Regions from separate parts of the Mus musculus genome. Here region 1 is linked to region 2. Evidence: chromatin contacts called from public promoter capture Hi-C data. All regions are on one chromosome and are shown on one strand. The core of a region is the stretch at or near the end of the contact, and the rest is flanking DNA. Distances in the headings are between cores, read along the strand shown. Region 1 holds the start of Mtdh (metadherin). Region 2 holds the start of Cpq (carboxypeptidase Q).

The links. Capture Hi-C pulls out chosen DNA fragments and counts their contacts.
Region 1: a promoter capture Hi-C map of adipose tissue shows a contact between it and region 2. The contact joins the promoter of Mtdh here to the promoter of Cpq in region 2. A contact is called at or near these places in 1 of 115 datasets of contacts at active chromatin or transcription factors (astrocytes) and 1 of 9 other capture datasets (adipose tissue).

Annotation. Positions count from the first base shown.
Region 1 is chr15:34,081,345-34,084,348 of GRCm38.p6, forward strand. It overlaps Mtdh (metadherin), which reads left to right and starts at 1,375. Exons shown (of 12, transcript NM_026002.5): 1 at 1,375-2,069. The coding sequence starts at 1,692. Gm41291 reads right to left here and starts at 1,882. Exons shown (of 1, transcript XM_011245387.3): 1 at 398-1,882. The coding sequence starts at 1,663. The coding sequence ends at 1,130.
Region 2 is chr15:33,081,777-33,084,577 of GRCm38.p6, forward strand. Cpq (carboxypeptidase Q) reads left to right here and starts at 1,353. Exons shown (of 8, transcript NM_176073.4): 1 at 1,353-1,546.

The sequences.
Region 1 (3,004 bases), core at 125-2,624, 1.0 Mb after region 2:
CCAAATACAGCAAGTGGAAAAAAAAAAAAAAAAAAAAAACTACAAGATGACCTGATCTTACTAAATCATTTACTTGCTAGACTGTCAAAGGGACTAGTATGCTAACCTACAATTTCTGTAATTCTCTAATTCATAAATCCACAGGTGATGATCTAAAACGATCAGTAGAACTTCTTAGAAAAACTATGACCAACCCAAATAGGTGGGGTTATAAATCTTATTCCAAAAATATGAATGGAATTTGTTAATTTTAGAGGTCATGCAGATCTCATTTTAAGGTTCTGGCCTTTATAACTTAGCCCTTAATTATAAGTCTGCAAAAAAGCTTAGCAAGAGTAGCTTATTACGTATAAAACTCTATTCCACCCATTAATCACAAGACTCATTACAATACTGATGGGTCAAAATACATGAATAGGTTTTTAGTTTGTATTTACTTCAGCTGCTTACATGCTAATTAACATTTAATTATAGACACTGTTTCCTTACCGCAAAGTCAAAATACAAATAGTAGGGTAGTCCTCAAGCATTTTTAAAATTAAGAAGGGAAGAAGCGCCTCAGCTCTTTATTTTTGGTGCTAGGAATCGACGCCAGAGCCTTGCATATGTTCAGTAAGCATGTTCTATTGCTGAGCGACATTCCCCAACCCACCTAGTTTCCTTCTAATGCTACATTTGACTGTTGGACAACACAAGCATTCAAAAATTGCAATTCTTTTGGGGTTGTATAAAAGCTTAAAATAATATGCTTCTCTTGCATATAAATACAGTCTAAGGGCTTCCTCTCAATATTTCCTATTAAGGCTACAAATCAGTAGAAAAATAATAGTGCCTCCCACGGGTTTGCCGACTTTTTAAATCTGGAGCCTGACAACAGACAGCAGGAGTGAACGACAGAACAGACGCAAACGTTGGCAAACGTTAATATGCTAGTCCGCCCCGAAGAAATACTCGGATGTGAATTACACGTGCTCGCTGCCTCAGAGTCCACCGAGCTCCCTCTGGAAGCATCCAACTGGCCCCTGACCTAGGGAGAAAAAGCCGGTCCACTGCACCACCACTGCAGGAAAGAGAGCGGAAAGCCTGCTCATACTCCGATGGGTTTGGCCGCCTTGCTCGTGCGCAGGCCTCACACCTGAATCCCTCTCAGCATCCAGAAAGCCCGAGCCTGAAGGAGTTCCACCGTCAGATTTCTAGCTCCCGCTTCGCAAGCTCCGAGTCGCCCCAAGCCTCCAAACCCACACAGCTCAAGGAGACCCCACTCCAAGACTAGAGTCCGCCCGGCCCCGCCCATCGCCCCATGTGACGCATGCCCCGCCCACAGCCTCCACGTGACCCGACCGGCCTCCGCGCGCAGCGTGGATCGCGGCCGGAGCCGCCATTGTTCCGCCGGGGGAGGACAGCGGGTCCTGGCGCTGGCGCCCCGACGCCGCTTAGCGGCCGCCTCTGGAGACACTCTGTCCCCGCCGCCCCGTGTCCTCCTGGTGGCGGCGGCGTGAGGCCGGCTGCGGAGACTGGGAACCTTTGGCTCTCCCCGTGGCGGCGGCGGCCCTCTATCCCCTACTCCGGCGTGAGGGTTGGCCGCGATGCGCTCGGCCTGAGGTGTCGCGGCCCTGTCGCCTCCCACGACTGTTCCAGCGGCGGCTCCGCTCCCCGGCGTCATCCCGCGAGTCTCTCTGACGGGAGGGAAGATGGCTGCACGAAGCTGGCAGGACGAGCTGGCCCAGCAGGCCGAGGAGGGCTCTGCCCGGCTGCGGGAGTTGCTCTCGGTCGGCCTAGGTTTTCTGCGCACGGAGTTGGGCCTCGACCTGGGGCTAGAGCCGAAGCGGTACCCGGGCTGGGTGATCCTGGTGGGCACCGGCGCTCTCGGGCTGCTCCTGCTCTTCCTTCTAGGTTACGGCTGGGCCGCGGCTTGCGCCGGCGCCCGCAAGAAGCGAAGGAGCCCGCCCCGCAAACGGGAGGAGGCGGCCCCGCCGACTCCGGCCCCCGACGACCTAGCCCAGCTGAAGAATCTCAGAAGCGAGGAGCAAAAGAAGAAGAACCGGAAGAAGCTTCCTGAAAAGCCCAAAGTGAGTAGTGGCGAGGAGCCCGGTGGTCAAGGGAAGCGAGAGCTCAGGTCGAGGTGGTAGGTGAACACGTTCCTTGAGAAGGGGGAAGTCGGAAAGTGTAAGAACCAGTAGGAAAGTCGCGTTTTCCTGAATGGAAATTAACTCCAGGGGTAGGTATAAATAAAAGTGACCAAACTTACAGCCATCATATGAGAACCTTGGTTTCCCCAAAAGCAGATCCTTCCTAGAGGCCTGTGAAAGAAAGTAGGCTGCATGTGGAGGTTAATGGGACCTTACAGTGACGTTGGGAAGTTCTGAAAAGACTGCCCGGTAGAGAGAGATGTCTATCTCAAGCCACGTTGAGACCTGAGACCGTCACGGAAGATAGGGGTGACCTAAAAACTGGCTTAAAGAGGATTACAGGTGTTCAGATCAAGCCATACTCATCTTAGTTGGAAATGTTAAAGGGAAATGGTTACCCTGTCTTATCCTGGTGAGTGTGGCCATTGGGTTGCTGGTACAGGAACTGGGCAAAAGGGAGCTGGCGATCTAATACGCCTTCGGGATATATGGCCCCGAGAAAAACATAAGGCAAGTACAGCAAAGTAGTCTATAGTACAGTCAAAGGATGTGGAAGACTTTTTTGTTTTTTAATAAAGCATAAAGAGGTGACAGATTAAAATGCTGAAGAAGGTTGAGAGGAGATTTCAAGCCGCAGTTTGCTGGACCACATGTGGAAATGCGAAAGCTATTCCATTTTTGTTAGGCCTTAGTGTTTTACTTCTGTATCCTGTGTTGTGATTTCTCTGTAATATTTTGTTCTGTGTATATTTGTTGGAGAGATCTTGTGCCGTGGCATGCATGCAGAAGTCAGAGGAGAACTTACTGGGGTTGGTTTTCCTTCCACAGAGTGGATCTTGGGGATTGAACTCCAGTACTCAGGCTTCTTGGCAAGT
Region 2 (2,801 bases), core at 103-2,602:
TATTAATTTCATTTTACAAAATTAGCCTGTTGTAGGAGATTGGAAATAATCCAACCTATTCTTCATCAAAGATAGTTTCAGAGAAATGTAAATCATTGGGACTAGATATGACTCCCCAGGGACCATTTGTGGAAAGGCCAGCTAGGACCATGTTGAAAAGACCCTTGAATACCTCACAGAAGTGATATTTTGTGAAAGGCAACGCGACTAGTCAAAGTTTAGAGGGATTGTTATATTGTACATAGGTGAAAGGACTCAAAATGATTTTCTTTGTATATGCTTAATTTTTTCTTTCCTGTTTTTTAAGTATGTGAGTTTTCTTTTTCTTAGCATCTACCTATGTAGCCCAGGTTAGCCTGAAACTCAAAATATCCCTGCCTCTATTTTCTGTGTTTTGAGATAACACATACATGGATCAGCATGCCTAAGTTTTTCCTTGGTTTTGTGTGTGTGTATGTCTGTGTGTGTGTGTGTGTTTTAAGAGGAGAGACAGGAACTGGAAAGTATTTTACAAAGATAACTTTGATAAGAGTCTGGCTAAGTAAAGAAATTTGGACTTATCAAAACATAAAACATTAAAAACATGTGCACATGTTGCAGTTTGGACTTTATGCAGGTCCCCAAACTACTGAAGTCATGCAGTGACTTGATGTGTCAGGGTATACTGGTTCACAAGGGGGTCCTTCCTTTTCTCAGAGGAGAAGGGGGCAGAGGATAAAACAGGGGCTGTGGGAAGGGGGAGCTGAAAGCAGAGGGGCTACTGTGATCAGGATGTAAAGTGAATGAATGAATAGATAGATAGATAGATAGATAGATAGACAGATAGATAAATGGGCCAAAAATATGCGCACATGTACTACAAGAGTAGTATAGCATTGCTCTTTCCCTGATACAATGCCTAGACTGAAAATGACTTTCTGATCTCCTAGTTTTAGATCATGACCCCTGCCTTCATGATCACCTCCTTTCTTACAGTCTTTCAACTATTAAGGAAGGGAGAAAATAACCTGGTGCTTCATTTTGTTTTTGAGACAGGGTCTCATTTATTCTGTAGCCCTTGCTAAGCCTCAAAGTCCTGGGCCATCTTCCCGCATATCCATCCTCCCTAGCTACTGGGTGATTGATAACATGAACAAAATAACTGTTGAGTTGCTTTTGTTGGGAAGGAGTTTGACGGTTCCAACAAAGTCTCTTGAAGCCAGGCCTTGGGGACCCTACTTGCCTTAAGTCAGGCTCAAGGAGACCTTTCAGGGTCGGGTCCAGCCAGCCACAGTCTCAGTTAAAGCCCAGGCCTCGGGCCTGGCTGACGGTTGCACCTTTGTCTCCGCCCACCGGCCAGGGAGGGCTCCACAGCTGTCCTGGCACACAAAGAAGCCAGGCCTGCAGACTACTGGGGCTCCGGGCTGTTCCTGAGGCCTCTGGAGGCCCGCCCTGTGGCTCCAGTGCGCTCTGAGGACCTTCCTGGTCCCGCCCCCGAACGTGCCTGTGGTCTGCAGGCCTCACCGGGTGTTGTGGCCGCTGCTGCTCCGCAGAGCCTCGTGATCAGGTGAGTGCCCCCCAGGCTGTGGGTGACCAGCTGCTCCCCAGAGGCGGGAGGGTGGGCTGAGGTCAGCCGGCCTGGCTGCCAGAGAGCTTCCTGATCGGGCTGGAGTGCCCTTGCATAGGACGAGACTGCCTGCAGTTACACTGAAACCCAGAGGCAGAGACCAAAATTGCTGGTGCCTGTCTCTTCTTCAAGGTCTCTTGCACCGTCCCTGGACTGCCTAGGAGCTTCCTTCAAGGCCCTATCTGGAATTTTCCCTAGTCAACTGACTTGCAAGAGGCTTTACCAGGACGGGGTGGGAGAGCTTTGGTGGTTTCTTTCACTTTCTACCTAGTTCTGTTCTTTCATTTCTGATATGAAAGGCCCCATTTTCGAGTTGTCAGCGTCTGACTTGTCATACATAGTCGTACTCAATATCCAATAATTGACTGTGAAGTAGAACTGAATGAATGAAGTGGACAAATGCGTAGGAAATGCAGCAGAATGAGCAAAATATATGAATGGCACAGTGAATATGAAATGGAGACATCAGACACACAGGCTTTCGCCTCTGTTTTCTCAGAGTTAAGTGTTTTGCAATCTCTGTGGTTAATCAAGAGGAGTTTGATTCTTTGTAGTTGTTAGTTACTAGACTCCTGCACCTTATTATCTCCATTGGTTGGATTAAATATATTTTGCCTAAAACAAAATAACCTGAACTCTTGCTTGCTTGTGCTTTATTCTCCCCACTTTTGGTTTGAGCCAGCGTTGTTACCAAAATATATAATGTATTTACAAGGTACAAAGGTACATCTCAAAGCAGAACCATGTCGCTGACTTGTATTTAAATCCAGACACTTCTCATGAATCTAAGACTGGACAATGTCTATTTTCCTTAGACAAGGGTTGGTTTAGTTGCAGGTGAATGAAGAAAACAAAATATGTCACAGTGAGGAAAGTAATTTGTGTGCATGACACATAAAGAGTGCTTTAATACAGTTGATCACTGCTGTAGTTTTGCTTCCTAGACCCCAAGTTCCACAACCCCCCCCCCCCATAAAACCAAAATCAATGACTTTGAATTGTCACTTGATCTCTTTAGATTTTAACTTCATTATGTGTGTGTGTATGTACATGTGTGTATGGACCTGTGGTTAACACAGGTATCTTCCTCAAAGGTTTTATTCTTTAAATTTTGGAGACAGCACATCTCAGTGGACCTGGGGGTCCAGTGAATCTGCTAGATCAGTTGGCCAGTGAGCTCCAGGAATCCTCTTGT